6 separate regions of the Mus musculus genome follow, and regions 2, 3, 4, 5 and 6 are each linked to region 1. Evidence: chromatin contacts called from public HiChIP or PLAC-seq and promoter capture Hi-C data. All regions are on one chromosome and are shown on one strand. The core of a region is the stretch at or near the end of the contact, and the rest is flanking DNA. Distances in the headings are between cores, read along the strand shown.

Region 1 (4,287 bases), core at 624-3,123:
TTAATAAACACTTAGTGAGGTAACTACTAACTACACTATAAGTCTTTCAGCAGGCAACTCACACTTTGGTGTGAGCTGCCTGATGTGGAGGCTGGGACTTGAACTCACGTCCCCTACAAGAGCAGTGCACACTCTTAGCCGCTGAGCCGTTTCCCTGGCCCCACAGTGTGTATTTCTTATTTGCTCATTGGCTATAGGAGCCTAAGCTTCACAAAGGCAGAACTGTGACATAGACTCACCTACTCTGCTGCTATAGAGCTCCAGCTTGGAACTCACACAGAGCCCACTCTGGCCTCAAACTTGTGGCAATCCTCCTGCCTCTGCCTCTTGAGTTCTGGGATGGCAGACATGAACCACTGTATCTAGTTTGGTTTTGTCCACCCTTAATCCTCATTTTCCAGCTACACGGCCTGCACAAAAAGTGTTATTTGTTAATTACTCTTTAATTGGGGGATTTCTTACAGAGAACTTGGGTATCTGGAGTTCCTTAAAGATTTGGCAACACTAGTCCTGGGGAAGTTCAACTTTCAGCACGCTTCAGTTGCCACCAGGCTGTATAATCTAACCAGCCCATTTCACTCCTTTTCATTATCTGTCTTTGAACTCGTTCGTGTCCCTGCGTGATCAGGGCTTCAATTGCTTGTTCTACACACAACTGAGGAGCCCCTGAGAGGGGGAAGGATGGCTTGACAGAACTCTGGAGGGCTGAGTCTAGACTAAAGTTGAGTTGTGGGCTTTGTGTGAGGTTCAGTGTAGTAGGTTCCAGACCTTGGCCCCCAGGTAACACGGGCCTTTTATCCAGAATCATTATAATAAGAGAGTGTCCTGAGATAAAATATATGTCAGGCTGAGGGAGCAGATGAGTTGCAAAATACTCGGCTTGGTTTGCACAAGGCTCTAGGTTTAATTCCCAATATTAACCAACCAATAATCAAATACATGCCTTCAAGATTATACCCGAGTACCCAAACTCCTAACTTTCATGAAAGCTGACCGGGTGTCCTGATGCCCCTCTGGTGCCGATGCAAATTTGGTAGACCAAGGTGATTAAGTCTCCTCGCTCACTCCATGCATCCAGCACTAGCAGTTGCAACCGTGCAGCTCTGAGCCTTTGCACAGGCACTTGCCTGGGAACTCCCACACAAGCGGAGCTTAGCAGCCCACAGGTTGAAGGGCCCCTTATGGCTCCCTAGCAGATATGCCTGCTGCAACCATGTGTCTCTCACAAAATTGTTCAGAATGTAGCCAGGCGTAGTGGGTCATGCCTGTAGTCCCAACTCTGGGAAGGCTGAAGTGGGAGGAATATTGCGACAGAATTCGAGGCTAATCTAGGTTACACAGCCAGTGTCAGGGTAGCCTGGGACAGAGTGGGTCTCTGCCCTAAGAGGGGGGGGGGGAGTTCAGACGGTTTGGAATGCTTAAATGGACAGATGCACGCAACAGGCAGTGTCCCACTCGCCAAGATGGATCCTTTTCCGCGTCAGTGGTCTGGCTGAGCCAGACTGCTCTTTCCCCTCCTTCCCAGAGCAAGCGCCGGGCAGTACAGGGCGGCCCCAGCCGGAATGCAGCTTCGGTCACAGTCCCACCCATGGCCCCGCGGCACCAGTTTCAGCCCCGGCCAGGGTGGGGACGGCCGCGCAGAGTCCTCCTTCAGGTCCTCTACACCCTGCCGGCCTACCTTGCCCCCGGTGCTTAGAACCTGCCAAGGCCACGTTTCCACGCTCCCGAACAGTGAGTTCCTGATCATGCCCAACATGGTGACGCCGTGGGGTCTGGCCGATCGAGCGTACACTCACTGGCAGTAAGGTCCACAGGGCGAGGGGCAGTAAGCGCGTGAGTAGACAGGCGATTGGGGCGGGGCTGCGGCGGTCTCCGCCCACTGGGCGACACCGGGCGTGGCCTGGGCAGCGTCCCCCAAACTCCACCCACGTGAGCCCAGTCTCCTGGGTGCGGAGCTGGTTCAAGCCTGTAGCACCCCACTTTGTGTATACTTTCCTTAGTCACCCTCTTCCTACCTCACTGCATCTCACAGATGATTAAAAACAAACCGTGTTCGTTCTTTTGTGACAGGGTCCTGCTATGCAGCCTACGCTGGCCTGAGGATCCCTCCGCTTCAGCTTCTGGAGCACTGGGCTTGCAAGTGATCACTGTCACTCCTGGCTTCATCTTCTAAGGGGATGGAAAAGCCACTCTTAACCTTTTTCTTACTGTTTTCTTTTTTAACTTTGTCTTTTTAGTTTGTTGGGCAGGGTCTCAGTGTCCAGGCTGGCCCAGAACTCACTATTGTAAACAGGGTGGCTGGGAACTCTGCTGTCTTCCTGTCTCAGCTTCCTCCGAGCTGAGGATTATGGGAGTGCGTCACCATAACAAGCTCTACAGTGCATTTAAAAATGGTTTTACTTTAAGGTGTGTGCGCGCACACTGGTGCGTTGTATTCCCCTGGGAGCTAGTATCACAGGAGGTCCCAAAGGTGGGTGCTAGGAACAGAACTGAGATCCTCTCTGAAGGCAGTGTGCGTCTTTAAGAGCTGAGCCATCCCTCCAGTCCCAACAGTGTATTAATCACAAGTTTCACACTACTTGCCCAAACAACAGCTCGTTCAGTCCCCTTATAACCTAACCGATTTTGTCAGGATTTATTTTATTTGAGTGTTTGTTTCTTGCCAAGTACTTTGTAAATATTACCTGTACTCTAGTACACTCTAGGATCATTAATATACACACACCACATAATAGTATCACAGATATTATTAGGGTACTAGATACTAAATCTACACACATCACACAGTCCTAGTATCACAGTTGTACATGTACCCATCTTACGGGGGTGGGGAGGTTGAGGGAATGGTGTGAAGATACTGAATAGGAGCAAAATGCATATGCAAATGATATGCAAATGATATATACATAAACTGTCATAGTGAAGCCCATTGCTTTATATGCTATCTGTCCTGGTCAACTTGACACAAACAAGTGTTATTTGAGAAGAGGAACCTCCATCGAGAGCTTGTCTGCATCAGATCACCTGTTAGCCAGTCTGCGGGGGCAATTTCTTGATTAATGACTGAGATGGGAGGTTCCATTCAACTGTGTATGGTATTGCCCCATGGCAGGCAGTTCTGAGTTGTTAAGAAAGTAGGTTGAGCAAGAAGACCTAAGGAGCAAGCCACTAAACAGGACTTCCCCACGGGGTCTGCTTCAGTTCCCACCTCTGGGTCCCTGCCTTAAGTGATGGAATGTGACTGTGTGTCCATTGTGTCCAAGTGTGGAGCATTGTAAGAAAACAATAAACCTTTTCCTCTCAGAGTTGCTTTTGATCATAACAACATATTATTATTAACATAAAATTTTATATATTATATATTAATATTTTACACAATATTGTACATATTATATGTTACATATAATTAATAATAAATTGTTATTGTTATAGTACCAATATAGTGACAAAAGCAGAGGGAGAAAAAGAGGAAGTCTGAATCAAAATAAACAGGTTTTTCAAACCACTGAAAGCTCGTGGTTTATAACCCCCTGACCCCGCAGGAATGGACCCTCTCTTACCCCCTTCATATCTGGCTTCTCTGAAAGGCCACTTCAAATCCTGTGTCTTTATGACCAGTGGAACAGGTTCCTCTTTGTTCTAATGTCCTGCCCATGTGACATTTGTTCGTGCACCTTGAACCTGATGGCTGAAATGGCTTAGGTTGGCTGCTACTGAGCTGTGATCTGAATCGTCCGTTGTGTGTAGCTGCTGTATGTGTATGTGTGTCTCCTTGACAAAGGGAAGTGGAGGCTGAGCTAGGCAGAAGTCTCAGCAATAGTCATAACGATGTCCTCAAGTTTGGTGGGAAGAAATACTCACGTTATTAACTGCGTATGAAAAGAGGGCTTTCCCATAGCTTCATTACAGATTCTTTCATTGGTGTATAATAAGTGGCTGTTTAATTAGTTCATACTTTGTTTCTTGACACTAAAATGCCATTTATATTAAGAGGCACTATTTTTATGTACCATCAAGAAAGAAACAAAATGTTACTGAAGAAAAACTATGTTGGGGCTGGCGAGGTGGCTCAGTGGGTAAGAGTACTGACTGCTCTTATGAAGGTCCTGAGTTCAAATCCCAGCAACCACATGGTGGCTCACAACCACCTGTAATGAGATCTGATGCCTTCTTCTGGTGCATCTGAAGTCAACTACAGTGTGCTTATGTATAATAATAAATAAATCTTTAGGCCAGAGCAAGCAAAGACTGAGCAAGCAGGGCTGACCAGAGTGAGCAGAGGTCCTA
Region 2 (4,287 bases), core at 1,004-3,503, 1.8 Mb after region 1:
GGCCTCACCACTCCCACTGAGGACCACAGACTCTTCTTTCCTGCCTATGCATTCCAAGCGCGCTCTTCCAGCTCTGTTTTTCGGTGCAGAAAGAGATAAGAGTACGAATCACTATGTTCCCCCCCCCCCCACACACACACACACTGCGTGACGTTCCTCTTTCACAAATACCACTTTAAATAATCTTAAAAGACAGCTGCACTCTGGAAGCCATGACTAGGCAAAAAACTAGACACAGTCACCAAGGTTCTAAATTAATGTGAGACGTCAAAGACAATTTCATGGACACTCGAACTTAGATTATTAGACCCCCGAGGAATCCCCTGTGGAGTTTTAGTCAGCTTGGGTTGAGGAAACCAGAATATTATCAATAAAGGGCAACCTGGTAAGATCTTATTGTATGGATGAAAGTACCAGTGATTTTTCAGGAGCAATCAAGACCCGAGGCCTGCAAAACTCTACCTGGGACTCAACCCACCATCCACCAATGTAGTCCATCTCAGCAGCGAGGCTGCTGTGCAAACAAAGACATTCCACATGTGGGATTAGAGAAATCTTCTTCCACAGACAATGTCTAAGGCTATCAACTCTTTTACTGTACCACTATATGAACTGCTGAACACTTCCTTAATATTCTTCTCCATTCTCTCAGTATGAAAATCGTGAGTTTCTCAATACCAGGCTTGGCACACCAGAGGGCTCTGAGCCAACCCTGGCTGTCTTTTCTCTCTGCTTAGTTTTCACCCCACAGGGCTTCTTCTCCCTTCCTGTTAGCTCAAGTTTGTCACGGATCATATTCCCGTAAATTCCCCTCAGAGTAACTCTGCTGTTCTGAGCTTCCAGTGGAAACCAAACTGTGCGCGGCTGAGCAAAGCCTGTCTCCCTGGGACAGACCCACACTCTCCAAAATGGTGAAGGACCAAATTCCGAGGGCAAGAAGATGCCCATGAGGTTTAGGCCGGCTAGTCATGGTTGTTTCTCACTGGCAGAGTGTGGGCCACGTGGAAGGAGAGTTGATCATGTTCTATCAGAAACCTGAAGGACTCACAAAAGAATAAGCTCATTTTGTCAGTAAACTTGCACTGTGTTTGAAACGGGCAGGGGTACACTCTTAGAAATGCCACAGAGAGAAATGGCACCTGTTGGTGACAAATTCCCAGCCAGCAGGTCACCGCTGATCTCTTCTTGAGTTCTCATGTGGGGAACCCAGTGTGCTAAGCCTGACTTCAGAAGGCTCTTAGTGTCTTTGTGAAGGGGTGGTTTGGGGGCCTTCCTGTAAGAGTCTGACTCCCTCACCGCCTAGTGAAAAACTACTCAGAGCTTCTCAGACCCATGCTACAGTTACCCAAAATGGGGCATTTAGCACTTGCTGACTGGAAAACCTGAGAAAGAGAGGAGAGCATACCAAGTGATGCCTAGAGCCCTTCTAGCAAGGCCAAAGTTCAGACCACGACAGCTGGAAGGCCCACCGACCACGTTTATAGCTGGGCCCACGCAGACTCTCCTAGTGCCTCTCCCACAGTTTTCTCCACATCTTCTGGGTCTGCATCAGTTCCCCTTGATGTGGAGGGCTGCTTTGTTTTTTGGCAGTCACAGTGAATATCTTCCTGCCCAGCCCACTGCAGGAATTTAATTCCCCTGGTTTTTGCTAAGGGCTTAGCATTTGACAGCTCTGCACCATATTTTCTCTCCTTTCAAACAGTCTCTTTAAAGTGTGCTCAAAAACAGGAAACCACACATCTCCACCCCAGCACAAGCCGCCATCCACAGCACAGTCAGTATCAGAGGTAGGGTTTTCCTTTTCCTGAGCGCAGCCAAATTCCAGCTCCTGCCTAGCAAGGAAACCACCCAGTGCTGCCCCCCACTCCGCCCCCATTCCAGGTATCCCCAGAGCCCTTCTCTAGAACATTCTGGTAGCAGGGTACTCTCTCCTACCTCCTTCAGCTTGTCTCCCCTTCTCAGGGCTGACTTCCCCTTTTCTGCTCCAGCAATCTCTTTAGCACTTTCTTATCATGAAGTTCGGTTTAAAGAACCGCCCTTCCTAAGAACAGCAACAGCTCCTCTGGCAAGGGCAGTAGGGTGGTTCTGAGATTTCCTACAGGACTCTGCGCCCACCTGCAGCCTCCCCACCTCAGGCATTCAACTTACATTCCAGGCTCCAGTCGGCCCTGTGTCTCTGGAGGTTACCTCTGTCTCTCAACTCTGACTGAGGACTGGCAGAACAGGAAGGAAGTTGAGAGAGAGAGAGAGAGAGAGAGAGAGAGAGAGAGAGAGAGAGAGAGAGAAGAGGAAAAAATGTTTTAAACCTACTTGACAAGGAAACCCTGGGCTGTCTCGATATCCTGCTCTGCCTATCTTCCGATCAGCCGTCTGAGCAGCATTCTTGACAATTAATGACACATGTGGAGCAAACCAGCCCATGTGACATAGATGCATGAGTGTGCATGCTGGGGGAGGGTCCCTGTAGCTGTGTGTGCTTTCAATGACTGGGTGTGCGTGTCTAAAAGCCATAATCTCGGGGAGAGACATAGGGCCCCTAAACAGAAGTAATAGGCTTTATTGTGTACTACAAACTTCTGCTCCTCTAAGGCTCCTGTCAGCTTTCTTTTATTTATAATTCATTTATTTATAGTAAGACAACTTGCTGGTAGGAAATGAGGAGTAGAAATTATGAATGTTAAATGTATATACTGGGTGCTCAATTTAAATAATTTGTCTTCAGACAGAGGGTTTTTTTTTTGAGCTTTATTTATTGGTCCTCATTTGAAGATGTTGCTGTGTATTATTGCACCACAAGCCTTCAAACGAAATAAACAAAAGTAAAAACAAAAGCAAGAACAAACACTGTTGGTTATATCTAGGAATGTAGATTGTAAATGCAGCTTCATTAATTCCTCATCTAACGCAGAAATCTGTGACAATCACATGGATGCTAAAATTGACTTTGCAGCTATTTGAGGAGTGGCTTGTGAATAAATTTAAATGAGAACAAGCTGCCAACACTGTGTGCAGTCCCGTTGGAGACAGGGCTGCGGTGTCTGCGTTTCGATGCTTTCTCTAACTTGCTCCTAAGCTGCGGTCAACAAGGCATGCTCGTTTATACTAACATTTCAATAATCAGTATTTGTATTAATATGCGTAGTGACTGCTACCTCAACCAAGGCACTTGGGGAAAATGGCACTTTTCCTCTCTTCATCCAAATAGGCTGCATGCTCTTCAGTTATTTTGAACGTCGCTGTGAGTTGTGTCTGGTGCTGAGATGTATTCAAATGCTAAGTACTGGCCACCAAGATCTGGTTGTCCCCCAACATCTTCAGTAGACCAAGTGATGCTATGTAAATCTCATTCCCCAATTGAAAACTATTGGCTAGATAAAAGTGGTTACAGCCAATTACCAGGTAGAATAGAGGCAAGTGGGTTTTCAGTTACCAGGATGAGGGTCGCAGGTAGGGACCATGGGAAAAAAGAGAGAAGGAGAGGAAGAAGAGAGGACGAGGAAGGAGAAAGGAAAGAAAGAAAACAGGAGGTCTCCATTAGACATGATGAACCAGGAGTATGTGGCCGTGAAATGCCCCGCCCACCAGGATAGACTGATGGAGCAGAAATAACCTGGGATGTGTGTGGGGGGCGATGGGGGAAGACTCAAACATCAACTACTTGTGGAATCACAGTTTGGAAAGTAGATAGTCCAGTGTATAGAAAAATAGATTAGATGTGACCCCACCCACCCACCCAATAATTGTGCTAAGCTGATTAAATAAACTCATAGGACTTTGCCTTGATTATTTGGGGGCTGTCTGAGTCATATTAATAGACAATAGAATTTAATAAAATTAATTGAGAGACTACATTATGCCCTTAGAGTAAGGAGAACTGGAGTGATCCTGAGACTGGCAGTCATATGGTCAGACATGGGCTTCTGACCTAGGGAACATATAAGAAGGAAATGAGGGAGCATTGTGGGCTGTGTGCTGGACAATTTTATGTCAACTTAACACAAGCTATAGTCAGCTGAGAGGAAGGAACCTCACTTGAGAAAAATACCTCTACTTGATAAGAAGGGCCCAGCCCATTGTGGGTGGGGCCACCCCTGGGTTGGTGGTTCTGGGTTCTATAAGAAAGCAGGCTGAGCAAGCCATGAGAATCCAGACAGTAAGCCACACCCTCCAAGGCCTCTGTACCTCTTTCTGACCTGGATCTTGACATGGAGCTCTTGAGGCATAGAGGCCCAGGCAAGGTAGTACATGCCTTTAATCCCAGGAGACTGAGGCAAACAGATCTCTGAG
Region 3 (4,287 bases), core at 889-3,388, 1.7 Mb after region 1:
ATGATTTACTTCTTCATTAAAAAAAAAAAAAACTGGAAAGAAAAGATATAAAGAACTCAGTTTTGCTGTATGTGTAAAAAGACTTCCTTTTACGAATTTGCATCAATTTCTGTAAAGAAATATCCCTTTGGTTCTCTACTTGTAAGACCGTGCTCTTTAATTTTGAATGAAGCATCCAAGAAATTATTTCTTTACCTTTCTTTTTTTTTTTTTTTTTTTTTTTTTTCGAGACAGGGTTTCTCTGTATAGCTAGCCCTGGCTGTCCTGGAACTCACTCTGTAGACCAGGCTGGCCTCGAACTCAGAAATCCGCCTGCCTCTGCCTCCCAAGTGCTGGGATTAAAGGCGTGCGCCACCACGCCCGGCTTTCTTTACCTTTCTTGACCACAAAGAAAAGGCTAGTATCTGTACTAGTCAACACAGTGAGAATATCATTAACTACTCAAAAGTTTAACCCTTTCCTATGGATTATATAGTGCTGTTAACTGAATAAAGAAATCAACAAGAACTTTGCACTTATAATGCTATTGTTTGGAATATAGACTGAGCCATATGAGACGATCTCAAAACAAACCAAAACCAATTGAGAAATATTCTAACAATGCAATGCAAACCCTGAGGACATCTTTCCGACCTGTATAAGGGGATATGAAACAGGAGTGGAGATAATGAATCTGGGTTAAAGACAAATACATGCTCTTTACTTTCTCCTTAGACTGCTCATTCCACACGCCAGATGGCAAAATGCAATCCATTCAAACATATTTATCTTGATTTAATACCAAATCAAATGATTTATGACTCTCAAACAAAAGAAATAAAAAATGAAGTATTAGAACTCCTCAAACTTAACATTAAAGTATATTCTTACTAGCACATATGACTCCTGATTTATGTATTTTGAGGGAATTAAAAGTGGTAGTCACGGTAGGGAAATATTTTAAGGCCAGGCTTTCATTATTATCACTTCTTTCTCTTCCATTCCAAATGAATGAAACTTCCAAAAATTAGCCTTGCCCATAGTAAAAAAAGGAACAAATATTTCCTGTTCAAAGTGTGCGACACTTTCCTACAGGCTACATCTCCTGTGGCTCCCCCTTTAAGCATTAAACAAATCTACTTTCTTTCTACATTAGGAAAGGGAAGATCCCGAGGTAAATTTGAGACTCTAATTCCCTTGGCTCCTTAGGTGGGACTCTGTAAGTTGTTTTAGTTAATGCTTTTTTTCATCAAGCGTTCAGCTGGCCGGCTCCCTGCTGCTTCCCAGATATTTCAGAACTGATCGGTGTCGATTATGTCATTACAGATGTTTCTCTATCAGAAAGCAGAAGGGGCAGGAGTTTGGGAAGAAGGGAAGAGAAGGGTACTGACTATAGGGAACTACAAAAAGGCACGGATACAACAAATTCTATTTTTGATCTTTTCTTTAGTGTTTCCCTTCTTAAACCAGCCTCGGGCTCTCGTTTTGACGCCATCCCATCACACACACCTAAAAACCAATCAGCTACGAGTCAAGGAGAATTTTTACAAGACCATAGTGCCTCTGCCTGCAAACGTTGGCAGAGACAAGGTCAAAAGACCATGGGAACCCAGGCAGCACAAACGCAACCCGACCGGTCCGGTCCGGTCCGGGTCCACTCCAGGAGGCCTCACAGCAACTGCCGAAACCATAGCGACGGTTGATAGCGACTCGAGCGGCTAGACGTCAGCCCGCCGCCACCGGTCGCCGCACTCGGGCGGTGGGTCTGACCCGGCGGGAGATCCCGCCCGAGAACCCGTCGGACGCAGTGCCAGGCCGGCCCCGAGCCCTGAAACCCGAGGCTCCCGCCACCCCGGGCCCAGCGGAGGAAGAGCGCGGCCTCTGGGCCTGGTGTTTCAGAGAAGGCTTCGCAGGCCCCGGGGAGGGTCGCGGAAAACGGAGCACCGAGTCCCCACGCACTCACACGACTGCGAGGCTCCCGGGACGGCGAGAGCAGCTAGCGGGCGGTCCCGGAGGACTCTCTGCGAAGGGGCCTTCACCTCTGCCCCTCGGTCAACCACCCGGGAACCGCCATCTTGAAACCTCGCGCCCCTCCGCCAGCTCACGTCACTTCCTGTTCCCGCTGGCCGCGATCTCACCGCGTTGCCAGGCACTGGGCCCATAGAGCGAATACAACAACTTCAGAGCCAGAGGTACTTCCGCTCTCATTCACTATCCGATTGGATAACTATAGGCCAAGAGACCCGCCTCATTCCAGAGTATTGTAGATTGACACTAATATAACCCAATAGAAATAAAAAGTAAGGAAGCTGCTATTTGATTGGCCAATTGTTCTCAGAATTCTGACGCATTTCCGCAACTGCTTCTCTCTGGGGACACACTAGGTAGCGGTATGCGTACGCTTCTGTGTCGGCCATTGGATCTGTGTTAGTTGTCGTGTGTAAATGGATGCTGTTTTTCAGGAATGCTTCCATAGAAAACAAGTTAGGTAATAACACTGGGCACCGAGTCTAAGGTGCTCAGCAAACATCAGCCCTCTAAACCTACAGCATGTGATGAACTGAACAAATAGTTCCTAGGGGAGACTCATAAATCTACACGAAAATGTATATTTTAAAAGAGAAACGGTACATTTGTCGATTTTCCAGAGGAGAAGTTATTACATAACACTTCAAATGAACTTTGCATCAACCCAAACTCCTTTATGATGTCATTGCACACTCTAGATTTATCTGAAGTCTTCCTTTGAGGGTTCTCTAGAGTCACAGAACTTGTGGATAGTCTCTATATAGAAAGGGACTTTGTTATGATGACTTACGGTCTGTAGTCCACCTCCCCAACAATGGTCAGCTGTGAATGGGAAGTCCAAGGATCTAGGAGTTGCTCAGTCCCACCAGGCTAGTAGATTCCAACTGATGGGCTGGCAAGTAAATGCAAGCAGAGGAGGAAGAGAAAAACTTCCATCTTCCAATGTCTTATAGATCTCCAGAAGAAGGTGTGGTTCAGATTAAAGGTGTGTACCGCCACGCCTGGATCTGGGCCTTGTACTCAGAGATCTTACCTTACTCTCCTGGGGATACATAGCCACTATGCCTCAAGATTTCCATGCCAAGATCAAGGTCAGAAACTTGTATTTCCCAGCCTCAAGATCTGGATCACAGGTGAACCTTCCAATTCTGGATTGTGGTTTGTTCTAGATATAGCTGATAACCAGAAATAGCTATTATATTTCCCTTCTACATCCCCATTCCTTAAGACTCCTCCCCATCCTTTCCCCTTAAAGGTAAGCATTTAAAACGAAATCTTCATAAAGTGTGAACTTGGTCTGTCTCGAAAAAAAACCAAAAAGCAAAACAAAACAACAAAAAACCAAAAACAAAAAAACACAAATCAAAAAACCAAAAACACCCTCACACTTGGTTATTTTTCAACTTAGTTTCAGCATCCTTAACAGAAAAGGTCCTAAGGGAATTTTTGACATCAAGTACTTTGAAAGAACTGATTGAGGTGTATATTAATTTTTAGGATGTTGTAGATAGGCACTAATGTTACAATGAATTAATAACCAATAGAACATTTACAATTTATATTAAAACAAATGTGTTCCCTAACAATGTAACATCAGTACCATACTAAAACTACCTTTGACTTAGTGGGAAAAAAAATAAGTATTCAATAAATAATCTGGGCTGGCCACCATCTCCCTATCCCTCTGTCTCATTGTTTAGATGGATTGAATTACAGTTAGAAGCCTTGATGCCTGGGAATGTCATTAATTCTTGTTTTGATTACTCTTTGAGTGTCAGTAATAGCAAGACCTATTAGTTCATAAAATAAAAACCAGGTAATAAATTTAGAAAGTGACACAAATTGTGATATTTTGAAACTAATTTATAAAACCAGTGATAACATAGAAATTAATACATTTGGAAAAGTTATGTGGCTAGTTAAAATTCTTCATCTGCTTGTAAAATTTTCCTGAGATATACTGGATACTTTATACCAATGATTTATTTTTGTCTTTGCGTTAAAAACCAAACGACTATAACCAGGACTATCTCAACATTGTTACATACAATGGTTTTTGAAGTAGACCCTAAAAACGGCTTAGTGAGAATGGTTAGATAAAGGTTTAGAAAACAAATGCTGTATCTAGAGAAACTAAGTTCCATCAATAGGCCTCCATGGCCTCTCCTTTTCCTGAGTTCAGGAGGCAATTAACATAGGTCTGCAAATGCTTTATGGGGCAGAGGGAGCTGCCTCTTTTTGGTGGTACTGAAAATAAAATTATCCCCCTGAAAAATAGAA
Region 4 (4,287 bases), core at 519-3,018, 1.5 Mb after region 1:
CTGACTTCTGGAGTTTAGCCCTGCCTGCCTAGAGGAAGAACCAGTTTTACCAAGGAATGGGCTACATTTTGAGTCTCACGGAGGTCGGCTCATCTCTCTCTTACCAGGGCAAAGGAGGAACAGTTAGGACACAGCCTACTAAGCTCACAGTACGGAGCTAGGTTCCTTTGGGAGCCCTGGGAGATAGCAATGCCTCTGCTTTTTTACGATTTAAATTTTGGGTAATCTACTGGCAGGTTGAGGAAGCTTCAATACAGTACAAATAACATACTGATAAGAGGGAGAAAGGACATCCCATCTGTTTCAAATAGACACTGCAGGCAGGCATCCTTAGCTGTCCTCAAAGCTGTCATGTGGAGGAGCCTTTCAGGATTGCTGGCCATGGTAAGGAACCAGCAGCTTTTCTGGACTAAAGGGTGTGTGTGTGTGTGTGTGTGTGTGTGTGTGTGTGTGTGTGTGAGCGTGAGCGCTCATGTGGCGGGGGTAGGGAGGGATGACCAAAGAACATACAGCTAAATCAGGGGAGACATCAGGCACTTCCGGACCCTTCTCATCCCACAAGCCTGTGCCCACTGGGAAGTTTCCAGACATGAGTGGAGCAGGCTTTGAAAGCAAACACTTCCAAATGGCAAGGGTGCGGGTACTCGTTGAGAGACGGTAACGAGAAAAATCAGCGACTTTTGAAAGGGGACACTGCCCGCGTCCCTTCCTATTCTTGAATGGGTCAAACAAGGAGACGATTACGAAATCAGTCGTCCTCTCTGAATTTGACTTTTAGAATCTTCCAAGTCTACGCATCCCACAATTCATTTTGGTCTTGTTACAAATGGAAGGGTGAGACTGGAAGGACACCTGTTGAGGCCTGTTTTTTCTGAAGGGAAGGATTACACCAGTGCCCTCTGGCAACCCAGCTACCTTATCGCTTAGGCAAATTCCTGACTTCCCCCCAGTCGCAGCCTCTGTGCAGTAGAACGGAGACTTTAATCCACTTTAGGATTCTGAGGCCATTCAGAAGAGCTCAGCAGCCTTAAGCTCTGGCCCTGTCCCATATCAAGATGGCATAACCAGTTTGCTATCAGTTCTCTTAAGTCCAAGTCACTTGTCTACTTCTAGAAGCAGAACAAAGGTCAGCTCGAAATCACACCTCAGTCTGATTTGGAAAAATCTCTGGACTGGAGCCTTTTGGACCAGTCGAGGTTGTCCGGGACAAGATATGGGACAGAATTAAGGCCAAAACATTTTACGTTGGAGAGCCCTTGTACCCTCCTTCAATGCCACCGCTGATCCACCTCAGGGCTGGAACGTAACCCGCCAGGCTCCCCACCAAGAAGTACGACCCAAGACGCCCCTAGATGCAAAGCTGTTGGGACTCTGGCCAGCCGCCGGCGTGGGGGTACAGGGCAACGCCCCTAGTCCGCGGGCGGCCGTTCTGCTCACCTGTTGGGTCGCTCTGGCTGGCAGCGCCAGCCGCCCAGGGAGGCTGCAGCAGCAATGGCAGCAGCAGCAGCAGCGGCGATGGCGGCCTGAGGCTCCTGCCAGGGCTGCGGTGGCACATCGCTCCTCCGCTGTGACCTCGGCCTGGTTGGATTAGGTCCCGCTGGCGCCGGCGGTGGCAGCTGTTGCAAGAGCCGCACTTGAGGATGGTAGCAGGGCGCTGCGTTGCAGAGGCCGGGCCGATCTTAACTTTCTTCTGACATTAGTCTTGCCTGCTTGGGCGCTTCACGTGGCCTTGGGAACCAACCTTCGCCCTGCTGAGCCCCAGGCTAGGAGAGGCGGATCCTTTCCGTCTGGTCTGACCCTCCAGCCACCTGTGGGCCAGGCCGGGAAAGTTCTCTGTCGCGCTTTTGGGAAGTGCCGGGGCTGTGCTGCTTTCTCTGGTCGCCTCCTGGAGGGTGGGGCTCAGGGCTAAGGAATCAGTTAAAGGTGGCCTTGGTCCCTGTAGCAGAGGATAAGGAAACCGAGGCAGCAGTGGGTCGCATGCCTCCCCGTAGGTCGGATTCTGTGGCCTTCTGTCTTCTCAGGTCCCTCATCCGTCAGGAATCAGGGCTTCTTGCGCCAGCCTGTCTGACCTCAGGAGCTCAACACCTCCAGACCTTAGCTTTGTGTCTTCATTGGGCGGAGCTGATTCACGCGGGGCTAGAAGCAGATCTACCCCTGAGCTTCCATAGAGACCCATGTCTGGGCAGGACTCGCTGAAGGCAACATTGTGAAGTTGGCCAAGGGTGCCCTAGGTGACATTGTGAAGTAGGCAACAGACTTCAAGCTGACTGAGCTCATCTTTTGCTACTGAACCCAGGCAAGCAAACCACTGTAGCTGGGTTTGTAAAGCGTTCCAGAAGTCGAGGCAGGAGGATTAATGAAAGTCTGAGGACAATTTGGGCTACTGAATGAGACACTGTTTCCAAACACCAAAATATAAAAAATCCAGATAAACAAATAAATATTTTTTAAAAAGTAATGAAGAAGTGCCTTTGTTAGAGGAAGAAATAAATTTGTCATTGCTAGAAATGACACCTGTGAATTATGAAATACAAATCACAATTTCGTTTGGTAATATTCATTTAGTGGAGAAAGAAGCTGCAGGCATTGTAGGGACTGTACATAAAATAAAAACGAAGGTGAACGGTACCTTTGGGTCCTATGGCACGTGGCTAGTGAAGTGTCACCCCAAAAAGTGCAGGTGTGTCTCCATATCCCACTCTGTGACCTCACTGACCCTTCTGATCCAAGGAGACAAGTGTTCAGAGGAGGTGACTCTTTCAGGATGCCTGATGGGGGCTGGGCTCACCCACCTGATGGTTTGCTTGCCGAGTATTTATTGACTTCAGTGTTCCAGGATAGAGCCCTGTATGACACCGGGTCTGTAGAACACCAGACTAGTCGATGAAGTGGTTGGCTTGTTTTGAACGAGCAGTTTAATTGGATTAGACTTTCTTAAACTCAGTACTGTTGAAATTCTGTCCAGTTATGAGTGAGCATATGTGTGTGTCCGTCCGTGTGTGTGAGTGTGTCCTGTGCACTCTGAGGCCTTTAACATCCTTGAAAGTGCCTCCAGACCACGTCCAGTATTCCCCAAGGTAAAAAGTACTAACCTAGCAGAGCACTGTTACAGTAATTTGTGGTACATTTTGACATACTTAAATTGCGTTTTTTAAAAAAGATTTATTTATTTATTATATGTAAGTACACTGTAGCTGTCTTCAAACATTCCAGAAGAGGGAGTCAGATCTCATTAAGGATGGTTGTAAGCCACCATGTGGTTGCTGGGATTTAAACTCACAAGCTTCGGAAGAGCAGTCGGTGCTTTTAACCGCTGAGCCATCTCTCCAGCCCTTAAATTGAGGTTTTTAAACATCCAAAAGAATAGTGACAGCCAACTCTAGGTGAGACGGTCCAAGGATATTGGTTTCAAAATTGCAACTGGAATGAATAGGGCATAAACCAGAGATTTGACAGCCCTAACGGGCTAGCCTCAGCCACCCACCCTGTGACCACTAATCTTAGTTGTCCACTTGACACATCTCAGAAAAAGTAACTGAGGAATTTCCTCCATCAAATTGGACGATAGGCGTGTTGTGAGACACTTGTCTGGTTGCTGATTGTAACCAAAAGGGCCAGTCCTGTGTCAGGACCATCTCTAAGCAGGGTGGGCCTGGGCTACATAAGAAAGGCCACAGAATAGGAGCCTGGAGGCCAGGCAGTAAGTGTTCCTCCATGGCCTCCAGGCTCCTGCCCTGACTTTCCCTCAATGAAGGGCTGAAACCCGAAATACACTCTCTCCTACTCAAGTCAATATTTTATCACAGCAGTCGGGGAGCAACTAAAACACAGCCCCACTACACTCATGAAAGAGACAAAGAGAAGGGCTTCGTTTAGTACAGTTGCCTTGGGAAGATGAACAAAGGGATTCAGTCACCCCGAATTCACCCTGTATAGTCCTGGTTGTCCTGGAACTCAATCTGTAGACCAGGCTGGCCTCAAACTCAGAAATCCGTCTGCCTCTGCCTCCCCACTGTCCGCTGAGCTCTAGCTTTAAATAGAGGGGAAAGGGTACGAACGCCAAGCAGTCCTGGTGATGGTACCCTCTGGCCCATCATTGAAACGCCATTGTTTGGTTCCATTTTCTCCTGAGAGTCCTTAGAACAATGTGAAATCTCAGGAATACAAACCCTAGCTTTCTAACCCTAACTTTGAGCTCTCCTTACCCCATCCCCTCTATGGCTAGCACCAGGCCTCAGTCTTTCACTTGCCACAGTGTGAGATTCCTAGAGAAATTCCAGTCTCCTG
Region 5 (4,287 bases), core at 471-2,970, 1.4 Mb after region 1:
AGGTCTGTCACAGGAATTCTGGGGCTGGAGCAGGAACATGGAGCTGATGTTTTCTTCCTTTTCTTCTTTCTTTCCTTCCTTTCCTCTTCCACCTTTCTTTTCCTTTCTCTTCTGTTTCCTTCCTTCCTTCTTTTATTTATTTATTTATTTTTTTTGAGTCAAGGTTTCTCTGTGTAGTCAAGGATGTCTTAGAACTCACTCTGTAGACCAGGCTGGCTTAACCTCACAGAGACAGGCTTACTTACTGCTGCCACCCAAGTGTGGGTGGCACCACACTCAGCTGGGTGTTTCCCCTTTCAAGGCCTCTTGTTAGATTAAGTCAAGTCTATTCTAGATATTCTCTCTTTCAACTCAAAATCAATCTAGAATCTTAAATACATCTATTAAAAACACTTACCTTTTTCCTTTTCCCTTTTTTGGAAACAGGGTTTCTCTATATAGCCCTGGGTATCCTGAAACTAGATCTGTAAACCAGGCTGGCCTTCAAGTCTTAGATTTGCCTGGACACTGTATCACATTTTATGACCCCAGAAGTTGTTTCTTGAATTTCAATTTCCTTGGGTTTGCCTGTTTAATGTCCTAGTTGAATTGTCAAGTACAGGACAATAATGAAAGCTGTGAGCTTCTTTGGAGAGAGAGTCTCAAGCTCTAGATGATCTGGGAGCATGTGGCCCCAGGTTGTCCTTGTTCTCTCAAGACCTGCCTCATCTCCCTGAGTGCTTCTGGGAATTGAGCCACAGCTGCCCATGGGAGTGTAGATTTCCTCAGCACTGACAGCTACTTAACTTTTTGATTGGTTAAGTTACTATTGAACAAATACTTAAAGGGAGAAAATTAAGTTTAAGGGATTCCACCTAATATTATTTTTCTGGCTCTTACTGATTTACAAAACATATTTAGAATCTTTTCTTCATTCTAGCTTCTCTCAATTTGTCGGAACAGTGATTACTGTCTCTATTTAAGCGACACGTGAATTTATGAGGTGTGAAGGCATGATTGGTACTGCTTGCTCTCTTACAGGATATCCCCCCAAAAGATGTTCATCTCCACATCTTGATGATTAACACAATTAACTTAGTGAACTTTAAGTGATACCTGTAACACTTTGACAGAGTTTGAGGCCGATAGATTTCAAATTCCAGACCAGTGTGGGCTACGTGGCAAGTTCAATGGCTAGACTGAGTTAAACTGCACGAATCTTCATCAACAAAACAAAACAAAAAGATAAAAATTAAAAAAAATTTTTTTTTCGAATAAATTACCGTACTCTAGGTTCTCTAGACTTATGGAAAAATCTTTTCGCTTTTTAAACACCTACTTTTTTTTTTCTCAAGTCTCATGGAGGGGTGGCCACTGAGGAATCTCCATGCAAAAAAAAAAATAAAAAAATTAAAAAAAAAACAAAAAAAACCCCAATCACCTCCAGGATAAAAAAGAAAAGAGCCAACCGGAAAAAAAAAAAATCACCTCCGGATGCGATCGAAAAGACGGCAGCGCCACCACCGCAGACGGGCTACAATTTCAAGGCAGGAGGCGTGGCCAAAAATCCCTCATTCAAATAAAAAACCAGGAGATTTGCATGGAGAATAGGCATCGCGCACGTTCATTGGCCGATCGCTCAGTGGGTGGAGTACATAGTGTGCCCACGAAGCTCCGCCCCCATCTATTTGCATAACGGCCCCGGCGCGTGCTGGGGAGAAGCGGGTTTGTTTTTGAATCTGCGGTGGCGGCGAGTGGAGCGCACGGCTGAGACGGCAGCGTCCGGGACGGCTGCACGGGACGGCTGCGTAGGAAGGAACTCGGGTCCCAGGCTCTCACCTCCCGCCCCCGAAGGTATACGCGAGTGCCAGGGGCTGTTCTAACCACTGTCGGAGAAATGACTATTGTATTTCGGAAGAGTCAAGACCGCATTATGGCGGCTGCGGGAGTTGAGTGTGCGCCTGCGCGGTTGCGAAGCTGCGGGCGGGCGCTGCATGGGAGCACGTGATCGCGTGGGGTCGGGCTCTAGCTGCAGTTGAGCAGCTGGCCGGGCGGTGGCTGCGCAGGCGCAATATTCATTTTCAAGAGCTAATGTTCTTGTTGGACGCCATTTGGGTTCTAGATTTAATTTTCTCATTCTCGAGGGGGTTTCGTCTCGTGCTTCTTCTTTTCACATTTTCCGAGGAAAACGTTTCTCTCGTGTCTTACACCTACCCGCACCTTAAAATCCTTTATTTCTCTCACGGTTTCACCGGTGCAGACTTGATATTTTGGTACAAATTGCCTCTTGTGGTTCTCGATTATAATTTCGCGTTTAGTTAGGTATTTCTGGATTCGCGTTCCATTTAGGGAGATAAGATCGGCACCTAGTGGTGCTCTCGGGGGAAGTGCATTTACTTCAGCTGCACTTTTGTAAATACATTTTTAACCCTGTTTTTACCGGTTCGCTTTTGGATGTGCAATGTTTACAAAATAGAAACTTTTATTTTTGATTTGTTTGAGAGGACAAGAAAAGGATGTACAAGTTAAGTTGAAATCTCAATTTTCTCAGGTATTACATCTTTATTATTTTTTTTTTTAAAAAGGAACATTTCATCCAAAGTCAATGAAGTTTTAATCCAAACACTTGAGTCTTTCATGTTTTTAGTTTTACTGTTTCTTCAGTTAGAGAAATGTTAAAGAAAATTAGTGAACACGATTTCTCATTATTTTGGGATGACGTATAAGCTATTATATCATTTTTTGATGAAGAATTTTACAAATATTACAAGTTCTATTGAGGTCCTTATTTAAGGGAATCAATTAAACATTTTGAGTTTTTGAAAAAAATATGTGCACTGTAGTATATGTGTATAATGTACACTTTAAATATGTTTTAGGTGTATATGTCCTGGTTTTAGTTTCTTAAAATAACTATGGGTGTGCTACTGATTAAAGTTGTGATGCCACTAAATTTCAGTTGTATGTAGCACAATTAGGTCAGTTGTATGTAGCACATTGGGTCAGTATACGTATAATTTAATATAATTTTCTTATTCTACCCGTTGTTTCTTACTAGTCTAAAAACTTGTGTTTTCATAAACATCTGTCATTCATATGTATAGTTGCTTTTTTGGTTGCTTATGTAACCCAAGTTTAAATCAGTCTGTTGTCAAATTAAGTGCTGTTATAATGTCGATTGGTTTGGGCTATCTCTATTACCCGAAACAAATACTCTTAGAAATAATAGGATATAATTGAAAGGAACATTTTGGGCTGTTTTTTTTTTTTTTTTTTTTTTTTTTTTTTTTTTTTTAAATGCTGTGACATATGCCCTGGAATGGAAGGACGGGGAAGGAAGTCTTCTCCTCCTGTAGCTAGCAGGTCTAAAGTTGATGTAATGGGAATCTTGAGCCTCTGCTGTCTTGTACCAGGAATGAAGGCAGTTCTGCCTTTTTGAGACTTTGATGCTTCTGAGGTGGTTTCCCCTCACCCCATTTTGTACTCCTAGTATTTGAGTTTATGTATTTAAGCTTAACATTTTTGTTTGAATGCATGGGTAATTGTGTCATGCGTTAATATTGAGCATCATAAGAGGCACTAGAAAATTACATAACATGCAATTTCAATATTGATGGGACAGTTTTGCTGTATTTCTTAGAAGGTAAATGTAATTTTAAGTTTACTAAAATTAATGAATTGTCTGAATGTCAGTGGTTGATTCTTTAGTATTTTAGAAACAAGTACTAAAAGTTTGAAATTTTAGTTTGGTTATAATTAAATGAAGCATTGTGCATGTATGTACACACACACACACACACACACAGACAGACAGACATGTTACTCAAAGTATGAACAATCACTGATATGTAGTTTAGAAAGAATCAGGCTGGAATGATTTAAGTCATAAAATTAAAATTTTATTTTTTAAAAATTACTTGATTTTGTACTCTGTTGGAATATTTTCACGTCCACAGTATGAAGATTTAGTATTGTGTTAATCGCCCTTAACTACTGTGGTGATGTTTGTAACTTCACTTTTGCTGTGGTAGATCAGTCTATAAATATTTATCACTATATATACATATAAATACGTACACACACACACACACACACACACACACACACACACACACACACACTTACATGTGTATGTTTTCCAAGACAAGGTTTCTCAACCCTGGCTGTCCTGGCACTCACTCTGTAGACCAGGCTGACCTTGACCTGCCTGCCTTTGCTCTGCCTCCCAAGTGCTGGGATGAAAGTCATGTACCATTACTGCCTGATTTCATTTTTAATTAATTTCCTGCAATTTTCCTTTTTGGTTGT
Region 6 (4,287 bases), core at 916-3,415, 1.0 Mb after region 1:
AGGTGAGGAAAAAGAATAAAATAGAATGTGCCCTACCTTGGTTTGTAGAAGCCAAAGCTCTAGGCGGACAGATTAAGGGAGAGCGCATGTTGGGAATATCCAGAGTCCTCTTCTCGCTTGCATATCCACATAAGAAAGACGGAGGATAAAGGGACAGAAGAACATTTAAAATCCAGTGGAGTGTGAATTTGGTTTTAATCTTGTGTCTTGAAGAGATGTAAATTCAAAGGAAAAAATGTAATGTGAAAGGGAATCTCAGGGTGTGGAGAGCGGCTCACAATGCAGAATCCAGAGCCATTATTCCATGTGCATGTGAGGTTAGTAGCCCGAATATATAGATTTAAGGAGTCTCCGGCAATTAAGGGTTGGGTTCTCTTTTCTTTTTTCTTTTCTCTTTTTCTTTTTAATTTTTTGGAGCTTTAGTAGAGGAGTCTCTGTGTGGAGAAGCTGGGGGCAGGCTCTGTCCCTCCGTGGAGCGTGGTCATTCCCAAAGCGTCCCCTTCCTAAGGGGAAAAAACGAGGAGGTCAGGGTTTGATTCGAGTGTCTCCCGGAGGGTTAGCAAAATGCATGCCGGAAAAAAAAATATAGATATCTCTATACCAAGTCGTTATAAGGAAAGGGGGAGGAAACCCTGCATTTCCCACAGAGTACACACCAGAGGAATTGAAAACAGCTGGCACCAATCTATAAATAATTCCGAAAAGGTCTGCCTATGCCGTTCCTGGGACAGGCATGGATGAAAGGTGAGAAAAGCCAACCTGAATGGAAGAGAGGGAAGAGGGAAGTGGAAAGCAAGGAGGAAGGCAGGGAGAGGAGGCTCCACACAGCAGTTCACACTCACACACACGCGCGCGCGCGCGCATGCACGCACACCATCCCCACTTAACTCGCCAGTGAGTGCGGCCCCCAGCCCCATCTGCAATGCTGCTGACACGTCTGGCTCGCTCTCCTCATCTCCTCCAGCAGCGGAGCCTCCTCCCACCCCGGGCTCGTGCTCAATGGGTTCTGATTGTGCACCGGCCGCACACTGGGCATTTCTTGGATGGGGCACACTGACACGCGCGTACACACGCCCCCGACGCGCACGCGCCCCCGCGCGCACTCACACTCACCCCCGCGCACACTCACGCCGCCGGCGCGCTGATGTGCAGCGCACCGGGCTGCACCTGCAGCCAGAGGATTGGACTGGAGGGTCGCAGCGCGTGGCTCCCGCCTCTGGCACCGCTGCCCAGCCTCTCCCCTAGAAGGGATTAACCACCTCAGAAAGACCAAAGGCAGTCCTGTCCCCTTCCCCCTCCCCAAAAATATCCTTTTGTTTAAAAGGAAAAATAAAAAACCATCCAAAATAGCAAGTGCCCGGTGCTGCTGGATTGGAAAGCTGTACCCAATACCAGGTTGGTTAGCAGTGCCAAGGCTTCGAGCCTTTATCTGCCTGATTTCTCCAAACCCTCAAAATTGAGACTCCAAAGCGGGCATTTACGTACCGGTTCTGCACCTCCGAGGTGGCAGTCTCCGGAGAGGGGTGGCGGGTGTCGAGGGTTTGAGACGTTTTCTTTCCTGCAAAGCAGGATAAATGGATCAGTCTCCTGGGTTGGGAAGTTCACTACGACTCTTTGCAGAGCAGAAGGAAATGTATTCGGATGCCAGCTCCGCTGGATGCCGGGGATAGAAAGGCAGCTTGACCCGAGAAGCGCTTCTCCATAGAGCCAAGCCCCGAGATTTCCTAGAGGTGAAGGAACCCAAGGAAGTGGTGCTGGAAAGGGGGTGGGGGAGGACCTTCCTTTCTCAAAAAGGGGGGGGGGGAGTGGAGAGGCAAGAGAGCCCAGATTCCAGTTGGTGGTGATGGGAGCCGGGGGAGGGGAAGCGGGCGGGGGCAAGTCAAGCGTTCGGCAGCAGGAGAGGAAGAGCAGGGGAGGAGGGGGAGAGTAAGAAAAATGGGTATTAATCACCGGCGACGCGGGGAGGGCGGGGACATCAAAGGTCCTGGTCTTGATTTGGGTCTCACACCCAGGAACGTGCCACTCAAGCGCGCGCTCGCGCGCGCACACCACACACACACACACACACACACACACACACACACACACCCTACCTCTCACACAGGAGGTTCAGGAGGAGAAACCCAAGAGGCAGGGTGTGTGTGCACGCGCGTCCTCTTGCTCTCCACCCCCCACCCCTCCCCACTCCCAAACCCCCTCCATCACCCCCTCACTCCCACTGCTAAGACTCTTGGCTGAGGCTGCTTCTCACGTCATGAGCTGGGGGAAGTGGGGTAGCCAGGGGGTGGGAAAAGCTTAACCCGAGGCCGTGGTGCCTCCTCCTGGCAGCAAGAAGGAATAGCAGCGAGATGGGGCGGCTTAAGGGAGAGGGGAAACAGTGGCCACCTTGGACCACCGCGCAGGGCTGTGCACCTCAACCCGAAGGCCATGCTGCAGACTGACACTGAAACCACTCCCCTGGTTCCATTCAGCAGTCTCTGCTTAGTACCTGCTTTCCGGGTGCAGAGTGCAACTTGATGACAGGATTCTTGTCTTCAGGGAGCTTGAGATCTGTCTTCAGTGCAGGAAATTGACAGTTAAACAATAGGGAAGCAGGTAAATGTAATTAAAAGGCTGAATTGTACAGCAGTGTGTGTGTGTGTGTGTGTGTGTGTGTGTGTGTGTGTGTGTGTATGTGTGTATGTGTGTGTATGTGTGTATATGTGTGTGTGTATGTGTGTGTGTATGTGTGTGTGTATGTGTGTGTATATGTGTGTATGTGTGTGTATGTGTGTGTGTATATGTGTGTATGTGTGTATATGTGTGTGTGTGTGAGTGTGTGTGATATTTTCCGGCTGCTGGGAAAGATTTGAGGACTTTGGGGTTCTTTTTTAAGTGGATTGCGTTATTTAAAGATCTCAAGCAAAAATGATAGACAAACGAATGTTTCCCATATGAAATGATTTTACAGCACTGACTAACCCAGCTTCTCTAAAACGGAAAATAGCAGCCATTTCTCTCCCTCTTGAGCTGTTTTATGTTTTGGGAGTCCTTGTGATCACTTGTAGTATTATCTATTCTTCAATATTAATATCCTTGTAGATACATCCTTGTTATTCTCACCCATTGTCTCTGTTACAGTGGAGGTGAACTTTTATGGCAGTAAAACAACGGGCTTCTCACTCACCAACCTGGGAGAATGTGACCGGAACACACAGGGATCGGTCCCATTCCAAGCAGCCTGGAACTCCGGTCTACGGGCCAATGCGCACTGGCCTCTAGTCCAGTCAGCACCAGGAACACCTCAGGCGGGTTCTCCACAGCAGTGTTTTTTCCCGTTCCCTGAACTTTGTCAGGCTAATTCTTGGCATCTAATGTTTTCACGACACACAGAGGAGAACACAAATATCGCGTATTCAAAAGCAATACCGTGTGCCTCTCTGTGACCATTCCCATTCTTTCCCGAGACAAAGTGAGGTTGCGCATCTACTCCTTTGGGAAAGTGTGGAATGTGGTCACTGCTCTCTGCTGGATGCACACAATGGCCGACTGGACCCAATCATGTGCATGTTCTAGTGACTGGAACAAAGGCAGATGCCCTAAGCCAGGACACAGTGAAGCACGCTGCCCTTGCTCTTACAGTAATGTTTTCTTTTTTTCTTTTGAAATGAGATCTACACCCACTTAGGCACCCTTGTGGGTTGACTGGTAACCTACTATTCTAAATATGGCTATCTTTTACGTTTCACCTCGTGGGCCACCCTTCCCTCCCGATGCCCTTTTCCAAAACTTGCATACTACTCTTATTTGTTTTCATTTCTCCTGTTGCCCAAACCTAACATTTCCATTTCAGTCTATCCACTTTCCCTAGCAGAGAGCAAAGAAGGAACACACATCTCCTCTGCCCGTGGCGCAGTCCACGGTGCTCTCCTTTGGGAGTCTAATTCCAGGTCGTTTTCATCATCCAAGCCTGAATTGATTTCTGTAAGCATTTCAAGGATTTGATAGTGAGAGGTGGCATCTGGCCATCTCACTCTCCGAGTCTACCTGTTCTGTGTAGAGATGCAGAGCATGGTTCACTCCGCTGACTTTCACAGTGACTGAAAGATATCTCGTGCGTAGATCATCCCGGTATGTAACATATTAACATCAGCACGGTGGAGAAAGAGCTGACCAGTCAGAAGAAAAAAAAAAAAACATCCCTGAGCCATCTGCGTTATGCCATACAGTACTATTGGCAATTCAATCATGATAGTCTCAATCACACAAAGGAACCATTATTGACCTATAATAAAAAGGCAATTTCAT

The links. Promoter capture Hi-C pulls out the DNA fragments that hold promoters and counts their contacts. HiChIP or PLAC-seq counts read pairs in DNA pulled down with a chosen protein or histone mark.
Region 2: a contact with region 1 is called in a promoter capture Hi-C map of liver, with 2.0 times the contacts expected there. The contact joins the promoter of Arhgdib here to the promoter of Hebp1 in region 1. A contact is called at or near these places in 2 of 39 promoter capture datasets (liver and pre-B cells).
Region 3: an H3K27ac HiChIP or PLAC-seq map of microglia shows a contact between it and region 1, with 7 times the contacts expected there. The contact joins the promoter of Wbp11 here to the promoter of Hebp1 in region 1. A contact is called at or near these places in 3 of 39 promoter capture datasets (hippocampal neurons, liver and pre-B cells), 4 of 115 datasets of contacts at active chromatin or transcription factors (astrocytes, embryonic stem cells, extraembryonic endoderm stem cells and 1 more) and 1 of 9 other capture datasets (adipose tissue).
Region 4: a promoter capture Hi-C map of pre-B cells shows a contact between it and region 1, with 2.0 times the contacts expected there. The contact joins the promoter of Plbd1 here to the promoter of Hebp1 in region 1. A contact is called at or near these places in 2 of 39 promoter capture datasets (liver and pre-B cells).
Region 5: a contact with region 1 is called in a promoter capture Hi-C map of 3T3-L1-derived adipocytes, with 5 times the contacts expected there. The contact joins the promoter of Atf7ip here to the promoter of Hebp1 in region 1. A contact is called at or near these places in 5 of 39 promoter capture datasets (the 3T3-L1 cell line, 3T3-L1-derived adipocytes, hippocampal neurons and 2 more), 1 of 484 Hi-C or Micro-C datasets (cardiomyocytes), 2 of 115 datasets of contacts at active chromatin or transcription factors (embryonic fibroblasts and stem cell-derived neural progenitor cells) and 1 of 9 other capture datasets (embryonic stem cells).
Region 6: a contact with region 1 is called in an H3K4me3 HiChIP or PLAC-seq map of embryonic forebrain, with 8 times the contacts expected there. The contact joins the promoter of Grin2b here to the promoter of Hebp1 in region 1. A contact is called at or near these places in 7 of 39 promoter capture datasets (the 3T3-L1 cell line, embryonic stem cells, frontonasal cranial neural crest and 4 more), 1 of 484 Hi-C or Micro-C datasets (cerebral cortex) and 2 of 115 datasets of contacts at active chromatin or transcription factors (SST interneurons and embryonic forebrain).

The regions. Positions count from the first base shown.
Region 1 is chr6:135,166,342-135,170,628 of GRCm38.p6, forward strand. Hebp1 (heme binding protein 1) reads right to left here and starts at 1,874. Exons shown (of 4, transcript NM_013546.3): 1 at 1,679-1,874. The coding sequence starts at 1,756.
Region 2 is chr6:136,939,503-136,943,789 of GRCm38.p6, forward strand. It overlaps Arhgdib (Rho, GDP dissociation inhibitor (GDI) beta), which reads right to left and starts at 2,254. Exons shown (of 6, transcript NM_007486.5): 1 at 2,149-2,254.
Region 3 is chr6:136,826,078-136,830,364 of GRCm38.p6, forward strand. It overlaps Wbp11 (WW domain binding protein 11), which reads right to left and starts at 2,139. Exons shown (of 12, transcript NM_021714.4): 1 at 1,943-2,139; 2 at 1-32. It overlaps BC049715 (cDNA sequence BC049715), which reads left to right and starts at 2,766. Exons shown (of 3, transcript NM_178776.3): 1 at 2,766-2,992. It overlaps Smco3 (single-pass membrane protein with coiled-coil domains 3), which reads right to left. Exons shown (of 2, transcript NM_001039558.2): 2 at 3,854-4,287.
Region 4 is chr6:136,660,125-136,664,411 of GRCm38.p6, forward strand. It overlaps Plbd1 (phospholipase B domain containing 1), which reads right to left and starts at 1,769. Exons shown (of 11, transcript NM_025806.2): 1 at 1,438-1,769. The coding sequence starts at 1,555.
Region 5 is chr6:136,517,131-136,521,417 of GRCm38.p6, forward strand. Atf7ip (activating transcription factor 7 interacting protein) reads left to right here and starts at 1,721. Exons shown (of 15, transcript NM_019426.2): 1 at 1,721-1,833. It overlaps Gm44140 (a long non-coding RNA gene), which reads right to left and starts at 1,623. Exons shown (of 4, transcript XR_001785394.2): 1 at 1,468-1,623; 2 at 1,319-1,362.
Region 6 is chr6:136,171,380-136,175,666 of GRCm38.p6, forward strand. Grin2b (glutamate receptor, ionotropic, NMDA2B (epsilon 2)) reads right to left here and starts at 2,166. Exons shown (of 15, transcript NM_001363750.1): 1 at 2,094-2,166; 2 at 1,486-1,558; 3 at 37-503. It overlaps Gm26653 (a long non-coding RNA gene), which reads left to right and starts at 1,649. Exons shown (of 3, transcript XR_378074.4): 1 at 1,649-1,730; 2 at 2,475-2,595; 3 at 3,121-4,287.